7 separate regions of the Mus musculus genome follow, and regions 1, 2, 3, 4, 6 and 7 are each linked to region 5. Evidence: chromatin contacts called from public Hi-C, HiChIP or PLAC-seq, Micro-C, capture Hi-C and promoter capture Hi-C data. All regions are on one chromosome and are shown on one strand. Each heading gives the region's core, a stretch centred on a gene start, on an enhancer-like site or on the middle of the called end of the contact. The rest is flanking DNA. Distances are from core to core; before and after follow the strand shown. Region 1 has its middle 45 kb from the start of Rmdn2. Region 2 has its middle 55 kb from the start of Atl2. Region 3 holds the start of Rmdn2 (regulator of microtubule dynamics 2). Region 4 has its middle 17 kb from the start of Rmdn2. Region 5 holds the start of Prkd3 (protein kinase D3). Region 6 overlaps Atl2 (atlastin GTPase 2). Region 7 holds the start of Atl2 (atlastin GTPase 2).

Region 1 (2,700 bases), core at 176-2,675, 550 kb before region 5:
GTGTAGCATTTCAAACCCAGAACTCATTTTTTTCCCTACAGAGAGAATATTATAAGTATGTGTTGGGTCTCCAGGTCAACCCACAAAGGCTCATTCAACTCCTAATACAGGTAATGTATTTTCCCTTTGCTCTTTAATATATCCTAGAGCAATAGAATGTCTGAGCAAAAATGGAATTTAGAACTTCATGCTATATACTGGTTTGTCAGTGTATTCTGTTACAAATGCCCACAGTCCATCTCTTTAGATATTAAGTAGGGTCCTGCAGTTCAGCCTGGAAATCCAGTTATATTTTCAAACAATATAAATCATATTGTCATAAATATAGAAATGGCCTTGCCACAGACAACTTTATTTTGGCTACTTTTCTTTACATGTTCTGAGGCACACTGTAAAACCAGACTGTTTGTCTATCATGTCTGTATGTCTATATGCACAGACATGGCCAGCACTTACATGTACCTTAAGTTGTAGGATCATGGAGCACCCTAAAGGAAACAAACAAACAAACTCTCAGATATGACAACTCACAATGAAAGGACTGCCTCTTGGTGTTTGTTGAGCCAAATGTACCTCTGTGATGGGGCACCCTGATGCTTTCTCCCTCTTTCTGAGAGAATTCTTGCCAGAACATGCCCCCCTCATGTCATCAGCTCCTTGCTCATTGGTCCACAGAGATTATTCTGAGCCTGTCCTTCTTGGTATCTAAGCTTTGCTGTTTTTCTATGGCAGTTCTTATTAGCTTATTTGGTAGATTCCTTGCTACCACTTGGGTACCCTCACTGACTCCAAAAGCCACAGTGGTGGGCTTTTCTCTCTTTTTCTTTGTTTTACCATTCATACCTAGAACACTTTCTACCTGGCACGTAGGAGTGTTAGGGCTGAGAAAGCAGTGCCTCTCGTTATGGTGTTTTGGCATGATGAGGATTATAAACTACTGAAGGACACTAGGAGGCCTTAGACTTAGAGGGACAGTCTCTATGACTCTCTCCTGCTCTACTGTCTCCAAATCCTCTCGCCTAAATCAAGTCACAGGAATTGGGGTTGTTGTCCTCTAAAGCAAGTCATAACATCTGGAAAGGTAATTTTCTTTCTCCTCTTCCTTGCAGACTCTGATTACCCAAGAGGAAAGGGTGCTTCATGCTAGGCCAAGAAGGATCAGGACAGACCTTTTTTGCTGGCTGCCTACTTGATATCAGTCTACTGGTGTCAGATTATATTCTGTTCTCCAATCAGATTTACACACAACTGACTCCAATACCTGGAGGAAGCAAAGAAGAAGAAGAAAAGGAGGAGGAGAAGGAAGAGGAGCAGAGAAGAAGAGGGGGAAGGAAAAGGAGGGGGAGGGGAGCAGGAGGAGTAGGAGGAGAAAGAGGAAGTGGGGAAAGAGGAAGAGGAGGAGGAAGAAAAAACATTTTTTCCTGAGTCCTTGAGTTTCATTATCAAAGCTTCCACCCCCCATATTTTATTAAATAGACATTTGGTGCTTCCTTTCTTTAAGCCTGTTTGCTGTTGGTACAGAAGTGTCAGCCATGACCCTTTATGATGAAGAAAGTCTCACACCTGTCTACCCTGTGATCACAAATCTCCATTGTCCATTTGATGGGACTTAGAATCACATGATACTAAAAGTCTGCCTGTGCCTACGAGGGAGCTTCTGGACTAGGTTAATTGAAGTGGGAAGACCGGCTCTAACTGAGGGCACCATCCTCCCATGGGCCTGGCTCTGAATGAATATGACGGAGAACAGGACATGAGGACCAATGTCCAGCTGTCTGTGTTTCCTGGCTGAAGATGCAATGTCACCAGCTGCCTCTGGCCCCTGCCTCTCTTCTCTGCCTTGATGAACTATTTTAGAGGATTCCCGGACTTATTCTTTTAATAACACAAGTAAGCAAACTTAGACCAAATCTGCAATATGGTTCACTTATCCAAGTACAAAGGTCAGAATTCATACTAACATGTAAAAAGCAAGTCTTCGTTGGAGGACCTGAGGTGAGCATGCCCTGGGATTTATGAGGTGGGTATTCTGAGTCCTGTTTTGTGATGTAACGTATGAGATGAGAATAACTGTGGAACCAGGTGAATAACTGGACCTACTCCCAGCCTTAGCTTAGCTACATCATCCTGGCATTGGCACCTGCCATCTTAGAGACTATCCATCTCTCAGATGGCTGAGAAGAAGGCTCCTGGCATAGTCTGGCATCTACCATCCTCCCAAGCAGACACCATATTACTCTAGAAGTTTTTGTTATGCTTGCTTTGGAAGTAAATTTTACCCATTGTTTAGTTAGCAAAACCACTTCCTAAGTATAATTGTTCAAGTCTTACAGATGTGAAGGCTGTGCCTAAGAGAAAATGTGTAGCTATTGAGCTGTTCCCTGAGTTTATTTTTATTTTAATTAATACTGCTTCCAAAGGTGGAGGTCTGCAACATTACATAATTACGAATGACTATATGACTATATGACTATACAGGTTGCTTAAGGATATAATACAAAATAAAACCATGACTAAGAATCTATATTTATTAATAAGTCCCAGATCATGAAATTGCTTTTCCCTTCCTAAACCCAGATATTCAATGACAAGTTGCTACTTCCTAATTTTAGTACTTGACAGTAGATGGCACTGCTGATTGTCAAAAGATACAAACATTTCCCTGTATATACCAATCTCTTCTTTTTTAGCCATTAAAAA
Region 2 (2,700 bases), core at 175-2,674, 820 kb before region 5:
TAGGTGACAGCGCGTGCCTGATGGGCACCAGGTTATTATTTTTCCTTTCCCCCCTTTTTAGTGGATATTTTCTTTATTTGCATTTCAAATGTTTTCCCCTTTCCAGGTCTCCCCTTCTGAAACCCCCTACTCCATCCCCCTCCCCTGCCTCTTTGTGCTCCCTCACACACCCGCCAAATCCCATCTTCCCGCCCTGGCATTCCCCTCCACTGGGGCATCGAGCACCCTCAGGCCCAAGGGCCTCTCCTCCCACTGATGCCAATAAGGCCATCCTCTGCTACATATGTGGCCGGTGCCATGGGTCCCTCCATGTGTACTCTTTGGTTGGTAGTCCAGTCCCTGGGAGCTCTAGGGGGTCTGGCTGGTTGACACTGCTGCTCCCTCCATGGGGCTGCAAACCCCCTCAGCTCCTTCAGTCCCTTCTCCAACTCGTCTATCAGGGACCTCTAGTTTGGTCCAATGGTTGGCTGCGCGCATCCACCTCTGTATTTGTCAGGCTCTGGCAGAGTCTCTCAGGAGACAGCCATATTAGGCTTCTGTCAGCAAGCACTTCCTGGCATCCATAATTGCGTCCAGGTTTGGTGACTGTATATGGGATGGATCCTCAGGTGGGGCAGTCTCTGGATAGCCTTTCCTTTAGTCTCTGCTCCACACTTTGTCTCCATATTTCTTCCTGTGAGTATTTTGTTTTCCCTTCTAAGAAGCACTGAAGCATCCACACTTTAGTCTTCCTTCTTCTTGGGCTGCACCAGGTTATTTCTAAGCATGTATGAATAACAACATTGTAAAATATGTTTGTCTTTCTGTTTTTCCCTTCCTTCCTTCCTTCCTTCCTTCCTTCCTTCCTTCCTTCCTTCCTTCCTTCCTTCCTTCCTATTCCTTCCTACCTTCCTAACTTCTTTCCTTCTTCCTCCTCCTCCCTCCTCCCCCCCTCCTTCCCCTCCCCTTCCCCCTCCTTTTTTTGGTTCACAATTCCACACCTGCTCCGAGTTGGAAGCATGTCTTTCTTGTTCACTCATTCACCCAGAACATATATTAAATGTAACACAGACACTAAGCTACATGTGTGTGGGGGGACACATTAGTGAGCCACATGTCCATGACTCCTCGTTAGGGTAGCAACCTGTGGGTCGAATTCTCCTCGGTGGGGGTGTTGAAAGACTTTCACAGAGGTTACCTAAGGCCACCGGAAAACACAAATACTTACATTATGATTTATATAGCAGTAGCAAAATTACAATTATGAAGTAACAACAAAAATAATTTTATGGTTGGAGGGTTACCACAACATCAAAGGGTCACAGCATCAGGAAGGTTGAGAACCATTCCTTTGAGCCTTTGCTTTCCTGCTTAGGAGGCCGCTAACCAGCCAAACCTCACCATTCCTTTCTGGTTGTAGCAAGGGCTGTAATTCACCTCGAGCCCAGCAGAGGACAGACGAAGCCTGCTTATGAAATTATTCACTGTCGCCTAGCCTTTTCCATATAGTAGATTGTACCTTTGTTCAGCTTTGGAGAGAAACTAGAATCTGGCTTTGTATTTGTGCTTGTTATTTATTTGATTTTAATTGTTCTGACATCAGATCAGAAAACATGTATTTCTTTTTTCTTTTTTCTTTTTTCTGTTTTTGTTTTTGTTTTTTGAGACAGGGTTTCTCTGTGTAGCCCTGGCTGTCCTGGAACTCACTCTGTAGACCAGGCTGGCCTTGAACTCAGAGATCTGCCTGCCTCTGCCTCCCAAGTGCTGGGTTTAAAGGCATGCGTCACCACTGCCTGGCAGAAAACATATATTTCTAATTTATTTATTTTAAAAATTACTTATTTACTTACAGTCCAGCTGTTGCTCCCCCCCCCCCGTCATGGTGCCCCCTCCCACAATTCCTCACCCCATTCCTCCTCCCCCCTGTGCCTGACAGGATGCTCCCCCACCACCAGGCCTCCCTACTCCCTGGAGTCTCAAGTCTCTTGAGGACTCAGTACTTCTCCCACTGAGGCCAGACCAGGCAGTCCTCTGTTATATAGTGCTGGGGGCCTCAGGCCAGCTCATGTTTGCTGCATGGTTGGTGGTTCAGTGTCTGGGCACTCTCAGGGGTCCAGGTGAGTTGAGACTGCTGGTCTTCCTAGGGGGTTGCCCTCCTCATCTGCTCCTTTAATCCTTCCCTTAATTCAACCATAGGGATCCCCAAGTTCAGCCCAGCGGTTGGGTAAGTATCTGGGTCTGTCTCAGTCAGTTGCTGGTTGGGCCTCTCAGAGGACAGCCACGCTAGGCTCCTGTCTGTAAGCACACCAGAGCATCAGTAACAGTGTCAGGCCTTAGTGCCTTCCCATGAGGTGGATCCCCAGGTGGGCTGTCACTGGACCTCCTTTCCCTCAGTCTCTTCTCCATTTTTGTCTCTGTGGTTCTTTTAGACAGGGACAATTCTGGGTCATTTCATCCAAAGTAAAGATTTTTCCTGGTGTAGTTGCTGGAGGAGCTCTTTTAAAGAGGGGATCCTAGTCTACTATAATTCCCCTTAAGAAACAATGCAAAGAAGAATCTGTATAATGCCCAGACACAATCTCTAGATGTCCAATGACAGAATAAAATCAGGGATCCAGAAGTGCAATTGGAGTTTGGGGAAAACAGTTCTGAGGCCCAGATGATCTCTTCAGGGTCTTTCTTTCCAGCTCTTCTTGCCTTGTTGGATTCTGGTCCTTGGAA
Region 3 (2,700 bases), core at 68-2,567, 590 kb before region 5:
AATCGGAAATATGACACGGATGAACAAGGAAAACTATAAAAGTTGGAAATCAGAATCTGCTTGCCTACGGTGTACTTTAAAAGGTTGTATAAAATTACTTAAATTGTTTTTAGACTCTTGACTATAGTAGTATACTCTTGTCCTGAGTACAGATAAGGCAACTAAAATTTATTGAGCAGACTTTACAACTCATTTTAAGATGCAAGTTTGCATTTTGGAAGCAAAACATTATTAGTTTACAAACTTCCAGTTATAAATCACTTACGATGAAAAAGGATAGCTATTATGTTTGCATAAATGACCTAAAATTAATACAGTACACAACCAAAGGTTATTAGCAGCGAGTCACCTAGTGAAACAATGAAATGTTGACTTCCAAGGGAACTAGGACACACAATGCTTTTAAAAGAAAACATTGCGTTCATGTCTTAGTTTTACCTCTAGACATTAATGTTCTTAAAGTAACTTGAATGTTTAGAACGAGCTCCTAAGAAACATTCATACGAATTCATCAGCTGGTCCTTGGGATAAGGGGAAGGCATAAAGAGCTCGAACCCATAAACAAGAGGAACGAAAACGACCAAGAGGGTCAAGCAACATGCCTTACAAATCAGCTTTAAGTTTCAAGCTTCGGAAGGCAACATTCGGACGGAGTTCTTGGGGCTATCATGTATTCAGCGATGCAAGTACTTTACCATTGAATTCTAACACTCCATCAGACTTTCATGCATTTCCTCATCTATAATTTAAATTTGGAGCCTTTTAGTATTCAACTTATTTGCAAATGTTAGTAGTAGTGCTGTTAGTCTAGTTTCCATGTTTGTATAAAAAAGGGCAGACAATCAAAATTTTTTTCTTTTTTAGTTGGGGGGCACGCAAAGAGAACAAGGTTGGCGCGAGCCTGAGGCAGGAGCAGAGGCGCGGTGCCCGCCTCCGGTGGTCGCCTGGGCTCGGGGGTCAGGAAGCCACCTCTCCAGGGCGCAGGCTCCTCTAGGATGGTGCCAGGAGTGCCCGCAGCCCCAGGTCACCAGGCGGCAGGCCGCGACCCGGAAGTGGAGCAGCCGCCGGAAGTGCCGCCGCCTTCTTCCACACGCCCCACCGCCCGTCGGACCCGGGCTGCCGAGCCCAGCCCGCCCAGGTACCCCTTCCCTGGCTAGGTACGCACCCGGAGTCGTTGCGCAGGCTTCTCTGGGGCTGGAGCCAGGGAACCGGGACCCGCGGGCGAGCGGGCGAGCCAGGAGAGGATGGCCGAGTGGAACCCTGTGCAGCCTGCGGGTCCCAAGGTCCTGCGTGGTGGCCTTCGTGTCTGACCCAGATAACGGAGGCGCCGGGGGAGGAGCCGCTAGCGGCCCGGGGCTCCCGCCTCCTCCGGCCGCCAGCACTGCTCAGCCCCGGGCTCCGGGCCTGCTTCTCTCGACCCGGAAAGCTGAGCCCCGCAGAGCGCCCCGCAGGCCGCCTCGGAGGCAACTGCCCCCCTCCACCCGGCGCATCCACTGGGCCATCCCTGCCACCGATGGCTTCCAAGGCCTCCCCGCCCTTAGCTCACCTCCACCCCCACGGCACAACTTTTAACCTTCCTTCAGTCAAACGCAGACTTCTTGCACCATCATCTGGTTTTCCTGACTTCAACTCACTTTGATGTTCTATGAACCAAATTCCCAGCCTCTTTGTCCCCTGCTGTTTTGAGTTGCTTTCAGTTCAAAACCAGTCTTCTTGGATTCAGGTGGCTGGTGTTGAAGGTTTGCACAGCATCACGCTCTGCAGATTGTGTAATGATAATTCTGTCAAACTTTTAAAAAACTGCTTAAATGCCCCTCTGTAAAGCTCTCACTTGGAGCATGGTTGACTTAAACTTTTGACTTGATGAGAACAGTCTTTTGGGGGGAGGGTCAATATAGGGTTTCTCTATATAGCCCTGGTTGTCCTGGAACTCACTCTGTAGACAAGGCTGGCCTGGAACTCAGAAATCCGCCTGCCTCTGCCTCCCAAGTGCTGGGACTAAAGGCGTGCGTCACCACTGCCCGGCTGAGAACAGTCTTAATTACTAAAGTTCCCATCAATGAACTGAATAGAATTAAAAATGGATGCACCCCTGTTTATCAAAAACATAAGAACCAAACCGCTGTAAAAAGAATCAGGGTTGATTGATTGTACAATATACTATTCTTTACTGAAGGAAATTGAAGAAAACAATTTCACATTATAGAATTTTTACTTCCTAGTGTGAAATCAAGTTTATTACAACCTAGCTTCTGCCATTTTACTAAAAGCACAGCATGCTGGAGCTGGAGACATGGCCCAGCACACCCTCACAGGACCGGTCTCTAGTCATTCTCCTCTGTAAACAAACCACCCGGCATCTCTTCTTACATGGTGTTCCTTTCATACTGGGTTATACTAGTCTTGGTAAATCCACCAACCTTGATCTCTTTCCCTTGAGAAGCTATTGGACACATTCCTTGTCCCTCGGGGTTCATTTGTGCTTTAAAAGTTTATGCACGAGGGCTGGTGAGATGGCTCAGCAGGTAAGAGCACTCGACTGCTCTTCCGAAGGTCCGAAGTTCAAATCCCAGCAACCACATGGTGGCTCACAACCATCCGTAATGAGATCTGACTCCCTCTTCTGGAGTGTCTGAGGACAGCTACAGTGTACTTACATATAATTAAAAAAAAAAAAAGTTTATGCATGAAAGGATAAAG
Region 4 (2,757 bases), core at 124-2,623, 580 kb before region 5:
AAAGGGAATAACATTTGAAATGTAAATAAATAAAATATTAATTTTTAAAAAGATCTGGCTGTAAGGCATTTTTAAAAAATTAATGAATAGTAGGGAGAGCCCCACCCACTGTGGGTGGTGCCATCCCTGGGCTGGTGGTCCTGAGTTCTATAAGAAAACAAGCTGAGCAAGCCATGCACCCCTCCATGGCCTCTGCATCAACTCCTGCCTCCAGGTTCCTTCTGTCTATGAATTTCTTTCCTTAATTCTTTTGATGGTGAGCTGTTATATAGAAGTGTGAGCAAAGTGAACCCTCTCCTCCCTAAGTTGCCTTTGGTCATGGTGTTTCATCACAGCCACAGTAATCCCAGGATAGTCACAGTGACTCAAAAACAAGTCACACATTGATGAGTATGCAAATTACCCTTATGAGATCATCACAGGATGTGTTGAAATGTCACATAGCACTCAACTAAACATGCAATGGATTAATTAAAAAAAAGATAGAATTCTCAAACGTTATATTATTGCTTTCCCCATCCAAAAATCCAACTGTTAAAATTTTTCCTCCCTGAGACAGCTTATGGCTCAGACCAGAAAAGAAAAAAAAAATGTGCAGAGAAGTGAAGCCAGAGCCTATAACTCTCTGAACAGTTGTCTGGACTTTAAGATGTGAAATATCTCGCCCTGATCCTCGGGGACACTCCCTTTTATTTAACTTTTCACGTCGTGCTTAACTCAGCTGTCTGAGGATTAATTTATCTTGTGGTAGGTGTCAGAAGACTAATTGTGTATTATTTCAAGTTTAATGAACTGAGAAGAAAAAAAAATGAGGTGGGTGGGGGGAAGTTAAGTTGAGCTGAGATTAAGCCTCTCAATGATTTATGTTTAATTAGTGTCACAACATAGGCATGTCCCCTGCCTCATGCTTTGCTACCTCTAGGGATGACAAGGAAATTCCTGCCTGCAGAGCATTCCAGACAAATCACACACTGTGCTGTTGTGAACCCTGACCTCAATGCCTGTGTTTGCTCTTCCCTGCCCGAGAGCTAGAACTTAACTTGGCATAAATTATTCTTTTCCTGAAAACTAAAATTTTTCTTTAACATCATATCGGACTTCAGAATGACGGGGCATCTTTTGACATCATAGAAATAGAATATTGATTTTCTTTTCTTTCACAACATTGTTTAGAACTTTATGACAATGACTAAGATAAATGTATCAATTGTATAGGAAGAAAAAGGAACACACTTGATGCATTGAGATTATTAAAATCCACCATATGAAAATACTATGAAATCTTCCACCAACTTGCCAAGAGAGATCTGGAACCTCTTTTCTTTTTGCCCATGGTAGTCCTCTGACTCACTGAAGGCTGGACTCTGTGACAGATGTGTCCAGTCTGCTCTTACCTCCCTCTTATCTTCCTGTCCCTGGACTTCCTCCTCTGCTGGTGATCCGCTGCATACTTGTCTCTTTCATTTGGCTCCCCGTATAAGGGAAGCTCCTGAGAACAAGCCCTCTGTCTCCTCAGTGTGTTCTCCACATGTATACTGAATATTGTGTGTAGTATTTGTGGAGTAATTAGTTGTTGAGTAAACTAACAAAGCAAAACAAAATCCCATGTAGTAGTAGAAATTGTTTTTTATTATCCCCGACTATGATTGAAGCTTTAATAAACCTTAAGTGTGATTCTTAACCCAGTGGCAATTTTTCCTCTTGCCCCTAAGAACATTTCACAATTTCTAGAGGTATATATATTTATCATAACAGAAGAGGTCTACTAATATGAGCAACTAGAGGTCAAGCATGTGGCTGAACAAATTCTGATGTCTAGGGAAGCCATTGTACAAGGCACGGACTACCTGGCTTAAAATGTTGATCATTGCCAATATCAATAAAACACATCCTAGCAGCTTAAAAGGAGACGAGGTAACATAACTGCTGAAGTTTATTTTAATCTCTTATTTTAAGTCATCCTCACATTTAGAGTCACAGTGTTATGGTTTGAATGTCTCCCAAATACTCATGGTTTGCATGCTTGGCACTCAGCTGGTGGCACACTTTCTAGGGTAGTGGACATCTTAGCAGATAGGATGTAGCGTGGTTCTCAGGGACGTGCCATCTTGGGGCACTCTCTCCCTGTGTCTGCCTCTAGTCCACCATCAAGTGAAGAAGATTCTACACACAGCCCTGCAACCATGATATTCTGTCTTACCATATACCCGGAATCAACAAAGCCAAGAACTGAGCAAACCAGTGAAACGATGGGCCATACAAATCCTCCCCATCTTAAACTGTTTTTAGTCAGGCATTTTCTTATGCTGGTGAGAAAGAGTTGGAAACCCATACCCATCCTACAGAATATCATTCGTATGACACGCTCTGATTTTTTTTTATGAAAAATTTTATATTGGATAATGTGATTCCTGGGACCTTCATGGAGTATAGGGATGAAGAGTGATGCACATGACTTAAACAAGTTTGTTTCAAATCTAATGACCTGTGATTGCCATCAAACACCTACCATGTGCTTACCACAGTACCTCAGAACTCTGAGGAAGACTATGATGTCTGCTGTTAACAATATACATACATACATACATACATACATACATACATACATACGTGTGTGTGTATTGTTAACAAGGAATCTTCCATCACATGTTCTTTCATAAGTTTGTTTTAACAGAACATCTTTTCTCCTACATCTGCTTCAGCTAAACATTCCTTCACGTGTTTGCCCTAACAATAACCATAGAACTGACTTTCCAA
Region 5 (2,700 bases), core at 28-2,527:
CGCTTAAGAAGAGGGTACACTGGAATGAATCTGCTTTTAATCTTAAAGTAAAAGAATCACAAAATATATTTAAAGAGTCTCTGTCTCTCTCCCTCTCCTCCCTCCCTCGCTCCCTGCCCTCCACCACCACCATTTTGATCATATTCACAACCCATACCCTACTCAATTGAGCCCCTTCTGAACTGGGCCCTTTCCTTTGACACCTTTTTTGTTTAGTTAGGGTTGCCTGCATTAGTGTGAGTGGTGTCTGGGTAAGACTTTAAGAACAAAGATGTAATCAGATTTAGATTTTAGTGGATGTTGGCAGTTTCCGATTCCAGAGAAATGTCCGAAATGTCCTCCCACCCCTTAACGCTCCCTGTAGAAAAAGATTATACACAGTTTTGTTTTAAAAGCCTCACTCCCTAGGAGACGAGGCTGCAGCTAGTAGTATGGTCAGTGCTTTAGCTCTTCAGTGACCTTGTGAGTGGGTTCGGTCTCCCATTTCTATCCCTGGGGGGGCAGGGAGAGGTCTCACTTATTTCAAATCCAGGACTATCCATTAATATTACAGATTCTGTACCCAGATTAATTCTCCCCTATGTTCTCAAAAGCTGCCCCCCACCCCGCTTTCTGCATCCAGACGAGTGGCCTTTATGACAATATATTTTACTTTGAAGATATAAAACGTCGACGTGGAAGAACTATCTAGTTTTTGTGTCAGTGACTGTACCGCGCAGATGTTTCTCTTTCATCAACTATTTATAATTTAACACACAGGGCTTCTTCTCTCTGAGGTTCCATGACTGTCGACCGCTCTTTTGGTAGAGAGGGCAACGCACCAGTGTTAAGGTGCACAAGAGGAAACACAGGCACGTGCAAGCGGCGTCTCCAAGTTTTGCTGTGGCGCCGGTGAAGGACTGTGTCTGTGTAGCTCTGGGTGTTGGGTGACAGCTGCCCCCGGGAACGCCGAAAGGGACAACTTTGGAAAGGAGGGTCCTCCACTCTGGACGCTGCGTTCAGGTGGTCACCTCTTGTCACCGACTGCCAGCGCCCGCCTAGGGGGACAGCAAAGTGAGAGGTTCGAGTACAGCGCGTCCTTCCAGTCGCGCTCAAGCCCGCGCTCCGAGCGCCCGGTGGGGACCTCTGCGGGTTTGCAGAGCCTCCGCGCGCCCCCTCGGAGCCAGACCCACCAACCGCGCGCGGCGGGGAACTACAGCTCCCGGCAGGCCCCGCGCGGGCCGCGCGCCCCCGCCCGCGCGCCCCGGCCCCCCGCCCTCCGGCCTCGAGACGGGACGGGAGGGAGGGCAGGAGGAAGGGGCGCGGGCGGGCGGGTTCGTGCGAGGCGCGTGAAGCCTCGCTGGCTCCTGCTCCGGGACGCGGACGCTGGCGCGCGCCGACTTTCTCCAGAACAGCCGAGCCCGCCTCTGTAAGTAGTCGCTGGAGGGAGCGCGGAGCAGACACCGAAAAAAGTTCGCGCCGCCGCCGCCGCTGCCGCTTTGTTCTCCCGACCCGTCGGGCTGAGGTGGCGCGGCCCCTCCCCCACCGCATGCGGCGGCCGCGGCGACGGCGGCGGGACTCGGACCCGCGCGGGGCTGGGCGGCGGCCGCGGCTGGGCGGGAAGTCGGGGCGGTGCTCCGCGGGCGGCCGGGGGCGCCGGCGCGGCCAAGTTCCGCGGTCCGCGCCGAGGCCAAGTTGGAGTCGCGCGGCTGCTGCTGGTGACCCACCGCGCCCTGGCCCTCGGGGACCCGCTTTCTCCCGAGCCCCGCCAACTAATCCTGCCGCCGGCGGCACGGTGCAGTGAGCCTTCCCGGTTCTTTGCTGCACTTTTCCTGGTCCTGGGGCTGGAAGGGGCGAGTATCCGGGGTTTGGAGGATAGTGACCCCAGTTTCCTGACTGCCTTTAGGCTTGCCTGTTGCAGCCTCGCTCCAAGTCGTTCTCATTCCCTGGGGGAGCTTCGCCCTGAGTTGAAACATCCGCGAGTGTGGAGCAATAAAATAGTAATAATAATAATAATAATAATGAGCACACACGACATTACTTGATTGCGTGTCGGGTATTTTAGTTCACATCGTCGAAATCAGAAGTATAGGCCGTGCTGTCAGCAAGCACGAATATAAATCAGGCTACAGGCGACCTGCAGACTTTTCCGTACACAGATTGATGGCATGGATGTAACTGTCCCTTCAACCACGCCCGTCCCCACAGGAAATATGACTATCGGTGTCATCTTTGATTAAAGAGGATAAGTTTCAACATGAAGTACTACTTTGTAGGACAGGGCCTTTAAAACCTGTAGGCACAAATGAAGCAACAGTTTGAGATACTTTCATCCATGTCCTAGAAAAACGTTATTACACTAAAAAGTTACTTTTACTCTGTACCTGATGTTGCAGTTTTAGCAGTTTTGATTTTGTTCAGCTGGAGTTTAAACTTTTAATGCCAGGCGGGTAGACAAGCCTACGGATTTGCTTCAAGAAAGCATCCCTGAAGTTGCCAGACTCAGTTCTGAGTAACATTTGCTCTAGAAGAACATTTCCTCTCCCAGTTATAATCTGGGGTGGGATAAAACAGCAGTTTAGCCAGAAAGTTGTTTCAAGTTTTTGCAAATATATTATTTTTAAAACGTCTCACGGGAACCGTTACAATAGGTTTTGCTTCATAGGATAGGTTTATAAATGTCATGGGCCTGAGAATATGGGTTTGGAGGCATCTTTGATA
Region 6 (2,700 bases), core at 54-2,553, 840 kb before region 5:
AAGTGTAGGCATCTTGACATGGCAATTAGTCATTGACATCACATATTTAGTATTCTAGACCAATTATGTTGTGGTATATTAACAGTATTTATAAATATTATTTATGGTAGTGGGCATTGAATGTAAGACTTGTGTATAGGTGAGTACTTTCCCACTGCACTGTACCCCAGCTCCATACTGTATAGTTATAGTAGTTGTAGCTCTGTGGCTTGAGTTATAAGATAGCCCTGCCCCCTCCCTGCTTTTCCTGGTGATGAGGACCAAACCCAGCGCCTTGGGCTTCTTAGGTAGAGGTTTCATTACAGAAATACAGACAGTGTTATGGACTGCCATGCTCCTGTAGACCTGTGGTCTCGTTTTATCTATTTCTTTGTGTATGTGTTTCTTGGACTGTTTTAAAGCAGTTGCCAGGAAGATGCATATTTTTCACCATAAATATTTAGACATCTAGTAGCTAAAGACTCAGTTCTATTTTTTGTGCACAAAAAAGTGTCATTTTGTGTGCTTTTCCTGTTTTTTCTTTTCCTCCTTAACTTTCCTTCCCTTTTCCTTTTCCTCTTTCTTTCTTTCTTTCTTTCTTTCTTTCTTTCTTTCTTTCTTTCTTTCTTTCTTTCTTTCTTTCTTTCTTTCCCTCCCTCCCTCCCTCCCTCCCTCCCTCCCTCCCTCCCTCCCTCCCTCCCCTCTTCCCCCTCCCTCCCTCCTTACTTCCCTCCCTCCCTCCCTCCTCCCCCCCTCTCTCTTTCTTTCTTTCTTTTGTCGTTTTTATTTGCTTGTTTGTTTTCTAGAGAGAGAAAAGCCATGGAGTTGGATATCGGGTGGTGGAGAAGCTCTGGGAGGAAATTTGGCAGAGAAACCCTGTTCAGAATAAATATAGTGTATGAAAACATATCTTAAATAAAAGAAAAATGTTTATATCCATTTAACATTATTGCATAAGGAGTCCAGATATCTGTTTGTTTCATTAAAAACCACCCCCTACCCCTTACCCCTTAAACCAGTTTGCTTGAATCGGGTTCCAAACAAGTTCTAGGAGACAGTCCCAGCAGTGGGAGGTGTTTTTGTATACACTGTTCTAGGCGAGGGTCACTGTCCTGCCTGCTGTCTGGGACGTGGTTTTACTCTTCTATACAACAAGATATTAAAGTAGCTTCCATATTTTATCATCTTTAAACACAGAAAAGCTTGCCAGAAGAGGAGGAGTAGGCGCACATAAGCCCATTTACCTAGATGGCCAGGTTAAGTGGAGGCTGCGATCTGTGTGACAAAGGCTGATTGGAGGAGACTGCTCCTAGCACTCTGCACAGGACTGTTTGCATAATGCTAGACTGGGTGTTCTCTCTCTGGGTGTTGGCTTCTTCTCCTTTATGAGCTATGAAATGGGTGAGTTGTGTTTGTTTTACATTTCTCTTTGATTTTTAACAGGATTCTCAAAGCTGGATTGGTGGAAACAATGAACCCTTGACTGGCTTTACGTGGCGAGGTGGTTGCGAAAGAGAAACAACAGGCATACAAGTTTGGAATGAAGTGTTTGTGATTGACAGACCTAATGGAACAAAAGTAAAATTCTACTTATACTTTGCTATTTTCTCCTGTATTCTTTTCTTGAGCAATTTTCTGGTATTAAAATTTAAAAGAACACAAAACTATTAATGATTAATATGTTAAAATGTACAATGGTATGTAAATACTTTTCTTGACTTAATTACTGCTTTGAACTTTATTAATGTATGATTTTTGTAGGCATTTTTGGTGATTCTTTTACTAAGTATTTTAAATTTAACGAATTCCTAGGTGGCTGTGCTGCTAATGGATACCCAGGGTGCCTTTGATAGCCAGTCAACCATTAAAGACTGTGCGACAGTGTTTGCTCTGAGCACTATGACCAGCTCTGTGCAGGTGAGCGTGCGTGTTGTCAGTTCATAAAATCCTACCTTTGTGCAGCCACCGAGGAAGAGACTTGATGGAAGGAAAATGGATTAGACGATAGAGCTGGCTGCATTTCTTCTTACTTAGATACTAAGCTGTAAGATGATAGACTTTGCCTTAGATGTAAAGGATGAAGTTACGTCAGAGCCACCCCTGCTTTCATCGCAGAACAGCCTTTTCATTAGTTCTCTGAGGATTTCATCCCAACTCTCCCAGACCCACCCCTCTCCTACCCACCCAGCTTTGTGCTCTGAGTTTTCCTTTTTCTCAGGTAACTGTTTTCATACAGTATTCTTGATCCTGTTTTCTCGATCCCCTACTTCCTACCCACTGTGTCCTCATTTTTAAAACACCAAGTGCTGCTGGGGTGTGTGGTGCACCCGTGCACATTCAGGCAAACGTTCCTACTCCTAAGATCAAAAGTAAGAAAGTTTTAGGGGAAAGTTATTGAATAATGTTGGTAATTAAAATCAATCACATGATTGCTTAACCAAAAACAAAACAAAGATACTAAATAATTAAACAGCTACCTAGTTTTCTATTTGGTTTCTCTGATAGTTCTTGATTATTTGAACTAAAAATCCCCATAATTAATTAATGTTTTATTGAGACAGGGTTTCTCCGTGTAGCCATGGCTGCCCTGGACCTCATACTGTAGACCAGGCTGTCCTTAAGCTTAGAGATCTGTCTGCCTCTGCTGCCTGAGTGCAGGGATTAAAGGCGTGTGCTGCCACCATCACTCAGTAACAATATTTAATTTAGAAAACCCAAGCA
Region 7 (2,700 bases), core at 159-2,658, 880 kb before region 5:
GAATGACTAACTTTCCCAGGATATCTGATAGGGTGTGCTCAGTGTCATGTAACCACTGACAATAAATGGGATTTTGGTCTTTGAAGGCAAAAATCCTCATCTTGACATCTTCTTTCATGCCCAAGCACCTGCACACCGCGGAGTGTACAATCTCCAATAGTTATCACAGAGAGAGATTATGAAAGAAAATCTAAGGTCAGGCGTGGGGGTCCATGCCTTTAATCCCAGCGCTCAAGAGGCAGGGGTAGGCAAGCTCTGTGAATTTGAGGCCAGCCTTGTCTGTAAAATGGGTTCCAGGATAGCCAAGGCTTATACAGAGGTTTATACAGAGAAACTATGTCTTGAAAAACCACCACCACCAAACAAAAAGAGAAGAAAAAAGAAAAGAAAAGAAAAGAAAAGAAAAGAAAAGGAAAGGAAAGAAAAGAAAAGCAAGCAAGCAAGCACACCTACTATCAAGCAAGTCCCTTACTAGGTTGCTCAGGAAACATGGGAGCAGCACACAGAGTTAGTGCAGAAGGAACTCACAATCTGTGTCTCCAAAGATAGAGAACAGGTGACTTAATCCCCAGACAGTTCAACCAAAGCCCATCTGGAATGATGCCCTCCAAAGTTTGATGACACTAACGGTTTTTTTCTAGAGGTTTTGTGGAATTAAAGGTTGCAAAGTATAGGCTTAAGAGGTTGGGGTAAGACAATCATTTGGACACCTGGGCTCCCACTTTTTCAAGAGAAAAGGATTTTCTCCTGCAGCCATGGTTGTGGTACAAATTCATGAGACTAAGAACTGTGTTCCACAGCTGCCTCCACAGGTTGACGTATCTGTTATAAAGTTTCTCGAACTTTCTACATGATGCCAGTGGATCCCCAGAAGAAGGTTCATCACAGTTAGGAGAGGATGTATTAGAATTCCTTCTCTGATCAGAGCGGTATTTTTTTGGGTTTCAGATATGCATAGTTGAGAGGGTAAAGTAGCCTCAGAAGGCGATGGGGAGCCAATGCAAACAAATTGTAGGATAGTGGTGGAAAGAGAAAACCTTTCTGTGTAGGGCCAAGATATCAGGAGAAGCCAGGCACTGGCTTCGCAGGGAAGAGGGCTGGGGGTAAGAAAGCTAGGAGGGAAAGGATGCGAATGTAACCTCACGTGCAGAGTCAACGTTAGAGATGCGAAGAGAATTGGGAAAGGAGGGACTGGAGATGCCTTCTCCGCCCTGCGGCAAGGGGGTGTGGCCCCGAGAGCGGGAAGGTAGGGACGGGATGGCGCCGGCCGCAGTGGGGGTTCCCCAACTCTTCCTTAGAAGTCTGAGAGCTGCGGAGCTCCGCGGCAGGTTGGCCCGGGCGGAGGAGGAGCGAGGGCGCTGATGGGCGTGGCTGGGCGTGTCTGGGCCGCGCAAGTCAGAGGGCGGCGCTAGGACCCGCAGGCCGCCCCGCCGGCTCCCGGGAGGTTGATAAAGCGGCGGCGGCGTTTGACGTCAGTGGGGAGTTAATTTTAAATCGGTACAAGATGGCGGAGGGGGACGAGGCAGCGCGAAGGCAGCAGCCGCAGCAGGGGCTGAGGCGCCGGCGACAGACCAGCGACTCGAGCGTCGGAGTTAACCACGTCTCGTCTACGACCTCCCTAGGTACGGGCCGGAGGGGCCGAGGCCACGGGGGGCCGGGAGTCGGGGAGGCTGCGGCCGTTCGGGCTGGCGGGCACCGGTCGCCCGCTGGGGTCGAAGACCGCGGCTGGCTGGGCTCGGCTCGGCTCTGGCCGCCGCGGCCGCCCGTTCGCTCGCACGCTCGTTCGCTCGCTCGCAGGGCCTAGCGGCAGCCGCGCCCCACGCTCCGCCGCGCGGCCTGAGAGGGCGGCCCGCGGGCCTCGGCTCTCCCAGCTGCCGGGGGAACGGGCAGCCCGGCCCCCTGCCCGCCGCCGCCGCGTGGCCGCCGCGGTGTCCGCCCCGACCCAAGGGGGCGGCCTTGAGCCGGGGCCACGGGGCCGGGACGCGCGGAGGTCGGCGGGCGGTACGGGATCGGTCACCCGGCGGGCACTCACTGCCCTGGGTGCCTGACGCGGGCCGGGAAGGGAGGGACGAGCGGGACGCGCTGGGCCCCGCGGTGGCGGTGGACGCGGGAACCGCTGGCACCTGGCTGCCAGGTCGCAGAGCTCTCTCCACACACACACCACACACACTCACACACCCTTCCTTCCCGATGGGAGCCGCAGTCCGCAGGCCAGGGCTGGGGCCCGGGCTCAGCTTCAGCTTCACCAGCTCTTGGCTCCGCCGAACCCATTCGCACGAGTTGTGCGTGGATTGGCCAGGGTTGCAAGTGTTGGCTCCGGTTGTCAGACTGGGGTTAGGAGCCCTGGGGCTGCGAGTCATTCGCTTCAGGCTGAGAGTGTCTGGTTTGAAGTCACCTGATCCCGTCGTTCCTGGGTTTTGCTGAATGTGAGCTCCTACTGTATGTGTGTGTACATGGCGCCCCTACCCCGTCGAAGACGCAGTTGCGTTGGCAGCGCGGTGTTGTGTGTTGCTCTCACTCACAGCACCCCTATTTTTAGGAGTGTAGCATTTGATCTTTCACCGTGGTGCGAATTGAACGCACGAAGTCCTTATTGAGAGTTGCGATGGTTAAAGGCGGAAAAGTTTTTCAAAGGCTTAGAAATCGTAAGGGCTTAGGGTTAGATACCTGAGGTCAAGATAAGCGTAGAGTAAACACACC

What was found. Promoter capture Hi-C pulls out the DNA fragments that hold promoters and counts their contacts. A called contact is a pair of places that touch in the nucleus more often than the background predicts. HiChIP or PLAC-seq counts read pairs in DNA pulled down with a chosen protein or histone mark. Capture Hi-C pulls out chosen DNA fragments and counts their contacts.
Region 1: a Hi-C map of bone marrow-derived macrophages shows a contact between it and region 5, with 15 read pairs. The contact joins the enhancer-like site here to the promoter of Prkd3 in region 5. A contact is called at or near these places in 24 of 39 promoter capture datasets (the 3T3-L1 cell line, 3T3-L1-derived adipocytes, the C10 cell line and 15 more), 2 of 15 datasets of contacts at CTCF or cohesin (the NIH/3T3 cell line and pro-B cells), 6 of 484 Hi-C or Micro-C datasets (the HPC-7 cell line, bone marrow-derived macrophages, embryonic fibroblasts and 3 more), 7 of 115 datasets of contacts at active chromatin or transcription factors (bone marrow-derived macrophages, embryonic basal ganglia, embryonic hindbrain and 4 more) and 3 of 9 other capture datasets (adipose tissue, liver and macrophages).
Region 2: a contact with region 5 is called in a promoter capture Hi-C map of hippocampal neurons, with 3 times the contacts expected there. The contact joins the enhancer-like site here to the promoter of Prkd3 in region 5. A contact is called at or near these places in 16 of 39 promoter capture datasets (the 3T3-L1 cell line, 3T3-L1-derived adipocytes, the C10 cell line and 11 more) and 3 of 9 other capture datasets (adipose tissue, liver and macrophages).
Region 3: a contact with region 5 is called in a Micro-C map of embryonic stem cells, with 4 times the contacts expected there. The contact joins the promoter of Rmdn2 here to the promoter of Prkd3 in region 5. A contact is called at or near these places in 15 of 39 promoter capture datasets (the C10 cell line, the SN4741 cell line, cranial neural crest and 9 more), 4 of 484 Hi-C or Micro-C datasets (bone marrow-derived macrophages and embryonic stem cells), 4 of 115 datasets of contacts at active chromatin or transcription factors (acute myeloid leukemia, bone marrow-derived macrophages, embryonic stem cells and 1 more) and 3 of 9 other capture datasets (adipose tissue, embryonic stem cells and macrophages).
Region 4: an H3K4me3 HiChIP or PLAC-seq map of bone marrow-derived macrophages shows a contact between it and region 5, with 6 times the contacts expected there. The contact joins the enhancer-like site here to the promoter of Prkd3 in region 5. A contact is called at or near these places in 21 of 39 promoter capture datasets (the 3T3-L1 cell line, 3T3-L1-derived adipocytes, the C10 cell line and 13 more), 2 of 15 datasets of contacts at CTCF or cohesin (the NIH/3T3 cell line and pro-B cells), 3 of 484 Hi-C or Micro-C datasets (bone marrow-derived macrophages, embryonic stem cells and nephron progenitors), 4 of 115 datasets of contacts at active chromatin or transcription factors (bone marrow-derived macrophages, embryonic hindbrain, fibro-adipogenic progenitors and 1 more) and 1 of 9 other capture datasets (adipose tissue).
Region 6: a contact with region 5 is called in a promoter capture Hi-C map of liver, with 4 times the contacts expected there. The contact joins the enhancer-like site here to the promoter of Prkd3 in region 5. A contact is called at or near these places in 11 of 39 promoter capture datasets (the 3T3-L1 cell line, 3T3-L1-derived adipocytes, the HPC-7 cell line and 7 more), 1 of 115 datasets of contacts at active chromatin or transcription factors (embryonic stem cells) and 1 of 9 other capture datasets (adipose tissue).
Region 7: a capture Hi-C map of macrophages shows a contact between it and region 5, with 4 times the contacts expected there. The contact joins the promoter of Atl2 here to the promoter of Prkd3 in region 5. A contact is called at or near these places in 3 of 39 promoter capture datasets (the 3T3-L1 cell line, embryonic stem cells and pre-B cells), 1 of 484 Hi-C or Micro-C datasets (embryonic stem cells), 3 of 115 datasets of contacts at active chromatin or transcription factors (bone marrow-derived macrophages, embryonic midbrain and kidney) and 3 of 9 other capture datasets (adipose tissue, liver and macrophages).

What each region holds. Positions count from the first base shown.
Region 1 is chr17:79,568,541-79,571,240 of GRCm38.p6, reverse strand. No RefSeq gene overlaps it. Among named protein-coding and RNA genes, the nearest start is that of Rmdn2, 45 kb to the left of the region's middle. Within about 2 kb of position 1,425, at least 1 of the 459 cell types and tissues checked has an H3K27ac peak or open chromatin away from gene starts, as enhancers often do. A contact at or near this core is called in bone marrow-derived macrophages, where this site is marked.
Region 2 is chr17:79,839,770-79,842,469 of GRCm38.p6, reverse strand. No RefSeq gene overlaps it. Among named protein-coding and RNA genes, the nearest start is that of Atl2, 55 kb to the left of the region's middle. Within about 2 kb of position 1,424, at least 3 of the 459 cell types and tissues checked have an H3K27ac peak or open chromatin away from gene starts, as enhancers often do.
Region 3 is chr17:79,613,834-79,616,533 of GRCm38.p6, reverse strand. Rmdn2 (regulator of microtubule dynamics 2) reads right to left here and starts at 1,317. Exons shown (of 11, transcript NM_001368314.1): 1 at 1,166-1,317.
Region 4 is chr17:79,596,992-79,599,748 of GRCm38.p6, reverse strand. It overlaps a transcript of Rmdn2 not described here. Among named protein-coding and RNA genes, the nearest start is that of Rmdn2, 17 kb to the left of the region's middle. Within about 2 kb of position 1,373, at least 66 of the 459 cell types and tissues checked have an H3K27ac peak or open chromatin away from gene starts, as enhancers often do. A contact at or near this core is called in 3T3-L1-derived adipocytes, the NIH/3T3 cell line, adipose tissue and 3 more, where this site is marked.
Region 5 is chr17:79,019,393-79,022,092 of GRCm38.p6, reverse strand. Prkd3 (protein kinase D3) reads left to right here and starts at 1,277. Exons shown (of 19, transcript NM_001171004.1): 1 at 1,277-1,408.
Region 6 is chr17:79,863,899-79,866,598 of GRCm38.p6, reverse strand. It overlaps Atl2 (atlastin GTPase 2), which reads left to right. Exons shown (of 13, transcript NM_019717.3): 3 at 1,423-1,557; 4 at 1,792-1,896. Among named protein-coding and RNA genes, the nearest start is that of Atl2, 31 kb to the left of the region's middle. Within about 2 kb of position 1,303, at least 11 of the 459 cell types and tissues checked have an H3K27ac peak or open chromatin away from gene starts, as enhancers often do. A contact at or near this core is called in liver, where this site is marked.
Region 7 is chr17:79,894,831-79,897,530 of GRCm38.p6, reverse strand. It overlaps Atl2 (atlastin GTPase 2), which reads left to right and starts at 1,408. Exons shown (of 13, transcript NM_019717.3): 1 at 1,408-1,622. The coding sequence starts at 1,505. It also overlaps a transcript of Gm41625 not described here.